3 separate regions of the Mus musculus genome follow, and all the other regions are linked to region 3. The links are chromatin contacts, called in public ChIA-PET maps. All regions are on one chromosome and are shown on one strand. Each heading gives the region's core, a stretch centred on a gene start, on an enhancer-like site or on the middle of the called end of the contact. The rest is flanking DNA. Distances are from core to core; before and after follow the strand shown.

What was found. ChIA-PET counts read pairs in DNA pulled down with a chosen protein or histone mark.
Region 1: an RNA polymerase II ChIA-PET map of memory CD8 T cells shows a contact between it and region 3, with 12 read pairs. The contact joins two enhancer-like sites. A contact is called at or near these places in 1 of 484 Hi-C or Micro-C datasets (LSK cells), 1 of 115 datasets of contacts at active chromatin or transcription factors (memory CD8 T cells) and 1 of 9 other capture datasets (embryonic stem cells).
Region 2: a contact with region 3 is called in an RNA polymerase II ChIA-PET map of memory CD8 T cells, with 38 read pairs. The contact joins two enhancer-like sites. A contact is called at or near these places in 1 of 115 datasets of contacts at active chromatin or transcription factors (memory CD8 T cells) and 1 of 9 other capture datasets (embryonic stem cells).

Annotation. Positions count from the first base shown.
Region 1 is chr10:118,048,970-118,052,625 of GRCm38.p6, forward strand. It overlaps Gm32663 (a long non-coding RNA gene), which reads left to right. Exons shown (of 6, transcript XR_003948955.1): 2 at 3,556-3,656. Among named protein-coding and RNA genes, the nearest start is that of Gm32663, 38 kb to the left of the region's middle. Within about 2 kb of position 1,437, at least 96 of the 459 cell types and tissues checked have an H3K27ac peak or open chromatin away from gene starts, as enhancers often do. A contact at or near this core is called in memory CD8 T cells, where this site is marked.
Region 2 is chr10:118,795,273-118,798,664 of GRCm38.p6, forward strand. No RefSeq gene overlaps it. Among named protein-coding and RNA genes, the nearest start is that of Gm33481, 4.6 kb to the left of the region's middle. Within about 2 kb of position 1,474, at least 82 of the 459 cell types and tissues checked have an H3K27ac peak or open chromatin away from gene starts, as enhancers often do. A contact at or near this core is called in memory CD8 T cells, where this site is marked.
Region 3 is chr10:118,532,151-118,535,889 of GRCm38.p6, forward strand. The region is part of intron 1 of Ifngas1 (Ifng antisense RNA 1); the gene reads right to left. Among named protein-coding and RNA genes, the nearest start is that of Ifngas1, 23 kb to the right of the region's middle. Within about 2 kb of position 2,146, at least 4 of the 459 cell types and tissues checked have an H3K27ac peak or open chromatin away from gene starts, as enhancers often do. A contact at or near this core is called in memory CD8 T cells, where this site is marked.

The sequences.
Region 1 (3,656 bases), core at 187-2,686, 480 kb before region 3:
AATTCCCTCACACCATGAGTAGCTCAGCAGCTGGCTGGCCAGTATCTCCTAGTGGATGAATCGATTGTTCCTAGGGTGCCGGGGAGACTTTCCCAACCCAATCAGGTCCGCTGCTATGCAGCTCTCTGAAAAGTAGGCAGCACATTTAGCAGAGCCAAGAGAGAAGTCTCAGATCCTTCATGACAACCGCGGGCTGCAGGATTAATCAAACCTGGAGTTTTTGGACCTCCGATTTTCTTGTTTTTAATAAACACACTTACGGTTGAAAGTGGGTGGAGTTGGTGTGTGATGAATCGGGACTTGATTTTGCTGACACAGGTATCTGTGAGTTCCCACGTAGGAGAGGGAGGGAGATCTATACTAGGACCGGATGGAACAATGGCAAATGGAAATATTCAGTTGGTGCTCAGGAAGAGAAGAGTGACCATAGAGGAGCCTGGAGTACCATCCGGGTTGGAAAAGAACTCTGTCCTGTCTCCGAGAGGAACAGGATGCTGGCAGGGCTGCTGGTGCCCTTGCCAAGGAGGCTGAAGTTCAGGGCAGTGTTCCAGGAGGAACAGGCGCCCGAACGTGGGTCAGGAAGCCAAGGCATGGGGAAGATTGCTCTGCCAGGTTTTGGGACTGCGCTGCCAGGGTCCAGCGCAAAAGTTATATATAGAGAGGCCAGTCGGAGAAAAAGGAAGCACACAGAGAGCCGATAGACTGTAGAGGACTGGACTAGGTGGTGAACAAGGGTAAGGCTCCCAGGATCCTACAAGGCAGGAGCAGAATTGGTTCAGATGAGACAGAATGCTGGTGGCTTTCCGAAACCGCCACAGATCGGGCTGAGAAATGCAGGAAACATTCTTTTTGCAAACAGTCTTGGCCCATTTTCTTGGTATTGTTATAGAACTGCTTAGTTTTCTTCCTAAACCCTTAAAAGAAGTATCGTGGGGCTGGAGAGATGGCTCAGCAGTTAAGAGCACTAACTACTCTTCCAAAGGTCCTGAGTTCAAATCCCAGCAACCACGTGGTGGCTCACAACCATCCGTAATGAGATCTGACGCCCTCTTCTGGTGCGTCTGAAGACAGCTACAGTGTACTTACATGTAATAATAAACAAATGTTAACAACAACAACAACAACAATAACAACAGAAGTATCATCCCTCCCACCACTGCCTCTGTATTGCGTTTGATATGTGATCCTCTGAAAAGGGCTCCCTCCTCCCTCATTCGAGAAAGGTTCCAAGGTTACTTGCTTATCTGCTGCCGGCAATTTGGGTCCTGTGTGGCACACCCCTTGCTTGCAGTGTGATTTCCATTAGTCATTTCCCCCCTTCTTTCTTTTCTTTGCTCATTCAGTTACCAAGTCATCTGCAGGCTGATTCTTTGGACTCTTATAATTGGATGGTCTGAGGAGGTAGCTTCAGAATAAGGAAATCTGTTGTGGTCACTGCATTCTTTGGAGACCTCAGAGCATCAATTTCTCTCTGATTCAGCCAGGAAGTCTGTCTTCCTTTGGACTGTGGTGGCTGATGTCATGAGAGATGATTTTTGTCTAGTCAGCGGGCTGAGCTCTGTGGCAGCATTAGTACCAGAACGTAGTGATGGTGTCGAATGAAAGAAGAAACCATGAAGGGTGTGGTTCCTCCTTGGCTGTGCCCCATTCCTCATTTCTAATAAGGTTCAGCTTCTTTCACCTCAATTCAGTGTGATGCTTCAGAAAGTGAGCAGAGGATACGGTTTCCTGCAATGCAGGAAGCTACATAGGGGCTGGAGAGATGGCTCAGCAGTTCAGTATTTGCCTGCTCTTGCAGAGGTCCAGCATCCACATCAGTGGGCTTACAACCTCCTGTACTTCAATTGCAGGGGATCTGACAACCTCTTCTGGCTTCTGTGGACACTTGCAGGCATCCACATAAACATACCAACACACACACACACACACACACACACACACACACACACACACACACACACACACACAGAGAGAGAGAGAGAGAGAGAGAGAGAGAGAGAGAGAGAACACCTTTTTTTAAAGTACCATTACAAAGTCATAAATTAAATATGAAGTCGGAAAACATTTGCAGTTTAGTGAACAAGGTCTCATCTTCTTTATGTATAGAACTTTCTCATAAGTTAATAGGAAAAAGGCCACAAGTCCAATGCGAAAAATGTGTAAAATAAAATAAAATCCACAGAAAAGAGGATGTCCTTGTTAAACACATTAAGAGATAGCTAGCTTTATACGGCTGTAGTTAGGAATCAAATTGCTCCAGATAGTCATTTTTACTGTTGCAGGGTAGCAGTTCTCAACCTTCCTGATGCTGTGACCCTTTAATACGGTTCCTCAGGTTGTAGTGACCCCAGCCATAAAATTATTTCTGTTGCTGTTTCATAATTGTAATTTTGCCACTTTTATGAATTGTGGTATAGATCTCATAGTGTAAATATTCTGGTGTCTAGGGTGAACCCTGTGAAAGGGTCATTTGACTCCCAAAGAGTTGGGACCCTGAAGTCGGGCACCACTGTTGCATGGTGAGAAGGAAGTCAAATGTGAACAGATATGAGGAGATTGGTGTTCTCAGACATTACCAGTGGGGTAATAAACTTGTATAACTTCACGAACAGTTATTTGGAATCAGCCTTTAAAATTGTGTATATCTTGAATACTTCACCTCATGAACGCCATTGTCAGAATTTATTCTATAGACTTATTTATCTAGAGTGATTGAAATGCTCACAGTGTTACAGTAAGAGCAGAAGATTTGAAACAATGCAAATATTTGTCAACAGGGAAGTAGTTAAGTAAATTATGGGCATCCTATACAATGAAATATGCTGTCGCCATAAAATGGCAATACTCTTTATGAATACACGTCAAAAGATTACCAAGATATTTTATTTAAAAAAAAACAGGGTAATTTTAAAAATTAGGTAACAAAATTAAAGAATGTATTTGTTTCTCTATGAAATATTCAAGCAAGATGGCCAAGAAATTGATACTCTTTAGGATGTTGGCGGAGAGGAAATTGGTGTCCGGAATTTAGGATAGGAGAGAGGAATCTAACCCCACTGAAAGAAGGCATTGCCAATTCAAATTAGTCAGCATTAAAAAAGAAAGATAGAAATGTTCTGACACATTTTGTCTGAAAGGATCCGAATTCATCCTATCTGCACGATGTCCTCTGCTTCCCTTTCTGCCTGTTTTACTGCTGTTTAGTGGCTGCGTTTCCTCTTTCTCCAGGCTGCATGTTCCCCCCAGGCCGCGGTTCCTCTTTCTCCAGGCTGCATGTTCCCCCCAGGCTGAATGTTTGACATTTCTAACCTTGTTTGCCTTCTACACCCTTCTGTAATCTTTCAGTAGCATCTAAGCGTGGCCGCCCAGATCGCTCCTATGGGTCAGGTTGGAGGTGGTCGCCCTTTCATCCCTGACCCAGCACCTCAGCCCTACGTGTAGAAAAGGGTCACGGATGAGGGGTCAGCAGAAAGCTTGTTAGCTGTTTGCAGGATATGAGCAGGCGTCTGCAACCTCTGACACGCATGCTGACAAAGGTGTCTGACGTCATTTTAGGCTCTGGAATTGTGAGAAAGGCTGACACATACATGGAGCGGCAAGAAGAATCGATGAATTGGCTTCAACCCTTGCTCTACAACCCACAGGCATAGGATCAC
Region 2 (3,392 bases), core at 224-2,723, 260 kb after region 3:
CATTAGGTCTTTCTCCTGATGGGAGTGGAGTGACCATGTCGGGCCATGCAGGAACATGTACGAGGACAGAGCACTGCTGGCACCTGTGACCATATTGCATAATGACATAATCCTTTTGCTTCTTTGCTGATGTTTATGTTCAATATATTGCAATTAACTTTGGGGGACCTTTCTCGTAACTTCTTAATGTTTTTGAACTTCTCTGTAGATGTCATTTTCCCCCCTTCATCTTAAAGCTTATTTATACTCAAAAGACCTTATGGTTGAGAAAGTGAATTCTGATAGCACCGGGTCTGTTTGTTCTTTAGTATTTTGATACCTTGAGTTATAGAAGTAAGAGGTTGAGATGTGCAGAAGTGGCTCAGATGTTTAAAGCTCTGGCTGCTCTTCCAGAGGATCCAGAATCCTCAGATTCCAGAGTCACAGAGCTCAAAGACCAGCACACCTGATTACTCGCTGCTAGTATAGCCCTCAGAAGCAAACATTAGGATGTAAAGAGGGTACTCTGTTACAGGACCAGACTAGGAAGACCAAAGCTCATCTCCAAAATGTAGACAGCGCCCACACAAGCCTGTATTTTAGAGTCTTACATTTAAGAAGTCTTGTTCTTTTGGAAAACACTTAGCTCTCATCGGCCATGGTCATAACGTCTGTGGCTGTAGGGGGCATCAGACAGGGCAATCACGAACATTCATTAACGTTAACTCATTAACGCTCAATTATTAAGCCAGTAGATTCAGATACATGGTGCTGTCCCAGAGGGACAACTGTGACTCATGGTACCAGCAGAAAATTGATGCCTTAAAAATGGGCCAATCCTATGGCCTCTGCCCTTTGGCTAGTGATGTCTTCATCCACAGTTGAGACAAATATGTTCTTCATTATCAAGTCAGCTTCTCAGATGGTTGCAGAGGTCAAGTGGCAGCTCCAACCCCATCTGATGTACAGTGAGGAGAACTGAGTCTGACCCCAGAGCTAACTTGGAATATTTCACCTGCACCTCAGAATAGCTACATGGGATTTAAATCAGAAATGAAGGCTACCCTATCCACCTCAGAGAGTTTTGTAAATGCTAAACAGTGTGTATGAAAGACGTTAGTAAACTACGAATAAACCCTGGTGGTAGATTGCTTGCCAGGCACACACCAAGTCATGGGAAAGACACTGGCACATAGTAGGCCCTCAAAGGGTGTGTCTTTCACAATTCAAACCCTCCCCAAGAAAACCAAAAAGGCTAAGTAAACTCACCCAGGCCTGTATTACTTTCAGTCCTCAGAGAATAGAACAAATAGTCACTTAAGAAACAAGCTCTCTGCCTGGGGAGACGGCTCAGTGGGCCAGCGGACTTGCTGCTCCAGGCGGCCATGGTAAACACTTCCTTCCTGAAGTTACTTCTGTTAGATGTCTTGTCACAACAACGAGAAAAGCAACCGAAACCTTCCTTCAGAAGCCTCTCTGACCGTGGCTTATGTTTGGTTCCTGATTTTTAGCTCTTCCCCTGGTTATGAATCACAAGGGTTGGGACTGGACATCCTCTATCCAAGAGAAAGCCCTCAAAGATCGATGATCCAGAATGAGAAGGAACATGACTCCATAGTGCTGCTGATGAGGTATTGGTGTTCACACTTCCTCTTCTGGAAACCAGATGTTTACATCTTCTGGTGGGTTGTTAAAACTACCTCATCCCAAATAAAAATAAAATAAAGCGGCTACAGAAAATGTTATATACTGAGAACAACGAAATTAGCTAATGGGGGTATCAGACAATCTTTTTTCCTGATGGTGTGGGAAGTAACAACAAGGGACTTGGCCAAGAGTTTCTCACTCCCTACCTACGGAAGACATCTGCATGTTTCTCCATCGTTATCTGCGTGCTTCTGAAAAGGGTTTGTACTGGTGTTCATCTCTAATGTCCTCTCCTAGACTCACCCCTCTACATTTGAAGGAGCATATTAAAGAGATAAAATACTTTATTTTTAAGACCTATGTTTTTTTTTTAAATATGAGCATTTACTCAGTTCTCGTATTCTAAGTGACAGAGAGTGTCAGAAACAGAATTAAACTGGCTTTCAGGACGATGGGTTACCAACTGACTGTGTTTGTGAAGTCATCAAGAGATTTACCCATGTTTGGTAACCATGAAAGTTGTTACCGTGTTTGGTAACCATGAAAGTTTTATCTGTGTTTGATAACCACAAAAGGTCATGGCTAGTGACCATGAAAGTCTTTATCCACGGGTAGTTTTCACACTAGATGAACTGAGTGTTTCCTGTTTGTTTAGAAAGGAAGGGAGCAAGGGTCCCCTCTGTCTACATTGGGACATCACGCCTTGGCTGGGACAGACAGAGTTTACTTCCTGAAGACTCATGCATGCTTAACCTGTTAGAACCTGAACCTTCAACTGATGGACTTGTCTAGAACTGGTCTGAAAAACAAACCAAACAACAACAACAAGAACCAAGGAAAATTCAATTGAGTACCCTCCTAGTCCTTCCTAACCCACCAAAGTCTACTGTGTTCACTGTCTACGTGCAGAAATGGCTGTCTGTGATTTCTGTGTTCACGCAATCAAAGTCCTCATCACAGAGTTTGATGAGCTGCTTTCATGCAAACCCTTCTCACAGAATGTTAGAATTATTTGTTTATTATACTGAAGGCTTTATGTGTGTGAGCATACGCTTGCAGCAGGGTTACGCTACCATCTTATTAACTATTTAGGGTTTTTTTTCCAACATCAGTGTTTTTTGTACTTAAGAAAGGTCTTATTTTAAAACTATGGTTTTCATTAAAGTTACCATTTATCTTATTCTGTATTTATTTTATTTTGCAACAAATTGTGAAATGAAATACATGAATAGAATTCCTCTATTCTTACCATAGGAAGATAAATTCACATTGGAAAGATAAATGTCACATTTTAATGAGAGCCAGCTTACGGTTTGGCTCGGGGGAGGTGATCCTAAAGAGGGAATAAACAGGTGTACATTTTGACATTTCTCATTCTTAGCCATAGCATAAGCTTCCCCATTATTTCTTAATATTGGAGATACTTCCCAGGAGATCCCATCATGAAGATGAACTAAGTACCTTTGGGAGTTCGTGGGCCCTCATAAAGAATATCCAGAGGAAAACTTACTAACACAAGAAAAACTTACAGTTGAAATGAAAACGGAATGGACGAGAATTGGAATGTGGCCAGCTCCGTAAAGCGAATATGAAAGGGGCCACCCAAGCATGGCGTGTGACATAGGAAAGCCGGTTTGATGGATGTGCAAGTGGCGAGAGACTGAACCCAAGGCTAAAGTCACGTGCCTTCCCGGGTCCCTGAGAATTTCATTTGTTTATGGTGGGTCATGTCAAGTTGAGCTCCACTGCTCGGTGAACTTCTCTTT
Region 3 (3,739 bases), core at 896-3,395:
GAAATAAAAGCTACAGAGCAGGTAGCAATGTTAGCCTAGAGACTGGGGATGTGGCTCTATGGTGGGGTGACTTTCCTAGCATGCTTAACACATAAGGCATTGCTGCAAGGAACCTTCTATCTGCACTGTCAGCAGAAACCATTCTGCCCGGCTGCCCTCAGATAGGGCTCTAAGAAGGAGGCTTTGCTCACCTTCATGCTTGGTCCTTTGGCTTTGCAAAGCACCTAGGTTCTTAACTGCCCCCATCTCTTTGGGGTTTGGAGGCATGGTTTTCCTGTGTAGCCCTGGCTGTCCTGGAACTCACTTTGTAAAACAGGTTGGCCTCCAACTCACAGCATCTGCCTGCCCCTGCCTCCCAAAAGCTGGGATTAAAGGCATGCTGCGTCCAGCTCTTAACTGCCTTTTACCTCAAAATCTGTCTCTGTTTTATTACTTCTTATTATGCTTTTGCCTACTTGGTACAGTTAGTTTGCCCACATGGAGAGACTCCATTTTACTTTGCCATCATTTAACACTTACCTGGTGCATTGCTCAGAGGTAAGGGTTTCCAAAGAAATAGAACCAATGTGATGGTGGTGGTGGGGATGTGTGTGTGTGTGTGTGTGTGTGTGTGTGTGTGTGTGTATGCATGGTAGCAGATTGGTTTCAAGGAACTGGGTTATGGGTTTGTGGAGGCTTGATGCATCCACAAGCTAGAAAGGAAGGCGGGTGGACTGGAGGCTTCCTAAGAGTTTCCTCTCAACCCCTTTAGCAGAAAAAGTTCTAGGAATATCTAGAAAGATACATGTACAAACAGGTACATACTGATAATATGCACTTGATTACAGAGACATTTATTTTAAAACAATTCCTGAGTGTACAAATAATTTTTATGTTCATTAAAAATGAAAGAAAAATTTGCACACTAATGAATAGATTAGTTGTATATTTTATAATAAGAAATCTTGGCTGAATACTTGATCCTGCAGGGCACAGAGGATATTCAATGTTTTTCAGAGTGGAATCATATTTAGATTTTATAGCAGTTAGTACAGAGAACACTGCTTTGTATAAATGCTAAGTACAAAATAGCAGAGGCATATCTGGGGTCCCTTCAGAAACGGTTGGAAATTCTCTCTTAATCAGAGTCAAAATTCATTTAATTGCTTTTAAAAATTGAAATTTACATAGCATTTTTAAAAATGAAACATTTGAACACAATAAATAAAACCCAATGACACTCAAATTTGATACTGATATGTTGAAGAAATTAATACTGATATATTAAAAGTCTTGTTTTCTCTAAATCATAATTTTCTTAAGTACTAAGTTTCTATGAGAACTGTATAAGTATGTATAATAAAAAATACTGGAATTTATTTTATTACCTTTGGGTAATTTGGAGACAAGGGTCTGTTTGGATTCATAAAGCTATTACCTCATACCATTATTAGGTTAAGAACCTATGTCAAGACAGCTCATAGGCCCTAGTAATAAACCTACTACTACTACTACTACTCCTACTACTAATACTACTACTACTATATTGCCAAGTGGACATAGTATTAAACTGAGTATTAATGACTTCTTATTAAACCCATAGATCAATAAGTCTTGATCAGCCCTCATCTGAAGAGCTTCTCCTTGTATACGTCGTGAGTAACACAGTGACCCACAAATGCCCAAAGCACAGATAATGGGGACTATAAAATGCTCAGCCCTAAAGGAGTTGGATAAGGGGGTTGAATATGATCGACTATGACACTGAAACTGTCAAAGAACTAATAAAAAAAACAACAAAATACACATCGGGAGGGGGCCTTTTAGCTTCGAGAAGCAGATGCTGGTAGAAAAGGAGGTAGCCCCTGTCATGGTTACACTACCCAAAATCTTTCCTGGGCAGAAGTGTTGCCACTACTGAGTCTTATAGACTAGGACCACAGTCTCCTGTTCAGCCATCCACAGGCTCTGAGTCAATCCCAGGCACCACGGTGGTGGGAGCGCTCACACCTGCATTGAGGAGGCCGCGCCATTCAAGTTTTCTCCTTCCATAGTTTCTTTGCATCTTGTTTTCATCTAGTTTGTCTGCTTGGCCGTTCATAGTTCCTTCCTTTCCCCCAAGAGAGCTCTGAAGAAACCAAAACCCCAGATACCACAGAAAGAGCAAAGCTCTTGTTGTTTATAGGCAACGCAGGCTGCTTTTCCTTCTGTGTTTGATGACAGAGCCCTCCCCACCCTCTGCGCATCCTGATTGTCTTTCTTTACTGGAAAGGCCCCCATGCTTGGGCTATTTTATGCATACGACAAGATGGCAGCAGGTATGCTCAGTGGTATCTAAATGTACATCAGTTACATTAGCTGAATCCGAGTTCACAGAACCAGAGCAGCTGGACCTGTGCAGGGTCTCCATTCCATTAACGCAGGTGGGACCAGCAATTTTGACATGATTCCCCATGAAATCTCCTTAGGAGAAACGAAACTATACAAACTCCCCTTTATTCTTCTCCCTCTGGTAAAAGGAGAACTGTAGGCAGTAGCTGTAAGAGAAGGGAAGGGAAGGTTGCCTCATTGTTGATTAGGTCAATAAAGACGGCAGAAACCAGTGGCTGGGTGAAGCATAAGGCAGGACTTCCAGGCTGGACAGGAAGAGATAGGGATGCAGGGAGTTTGGATCAGACTGTGGAGCAGAGAGCAGACATGCAACTCTTGGGGACTGATAGTTTGTGGCCTCTGCCATGAGGGGAGGTCAAGGAGGATAAGGCAGGATATTTTCACCCAGCCTTTGAGTTGTCTAGTCAGTTCCAAAATATAAAAGCCTCTAGTGGTTTCCTTTCACAGGGCTAAAGGGAGCTAGGTGAGATGGCCATTGCAGCACCTGGCAAGGAGGAATGGGCAGAGCTCTTGGGAGTACAGGCAGCAGTGGTACTCAGAGCATAGCAGGGGATCTTGGGAAAGCACTAGCTAGCCATGGTGGCTGACTAGATGGCCGGTGAGCAGCGGCTAGTCCCAGAGCCTAGCTGGAGCAAGCATGTCTTTAAAATTATGTGCAACAAGTATCTCCCTGGTCCTTTCTCATCTTCAATTGCCACTTCTCTGTTGTGTCTAATCTACTCACACCCTTCCCTTCATACACGACTCTCACGGTACCGAACTTAGAGTAACTCAAGAATGCTGGTGGGATTGGGAAGGCCCATTGTGTGTGGGTCAAAGCATAAGGATGCGTTATTGACAAACCCATCCATCCAGTCGTGGCAGGAGAATGAAAGCGGCTTCCCTTACTAGCCAATTTATCAGGTCCTTATCACGAAGATGGAAACAAGAGTGTTGGAGAGAATGAATAGAGACAGTCGATGGTGTGTGTGTGTGTGTGTGTGTGTGTGTGCGTGTGTGTGTGTGTATGTGTGTGTTTGAGTGTAGGGGAGGGTAAATGTAGTCAAAACACATTTGCACTCATATAAAACTGTCTTTATGAAACACATCGCTATTTTTAGGTCCTCAGTTAAACTGACACTTGACATGTAGAGTAAAAAACTTAGCAAGAAACAAAACCAAAACAACCCGAGCTTTCAGTCTAGAGACCAGAAATAAAGTAGACAGAAGAGTTTGATGTCAGGGCATACGGATTGGCCTCTCACACTGCTACCAGGGGCAGAGGGTTTAGGAAGCTGTTGTGTCCTCCACTCAAACTCTATCATTCTCTATGAGACATTCTAGCTTTGTAGGCTTAGCAGGCTAAGCAGCAGTGGTTCTCGGCTCTCAT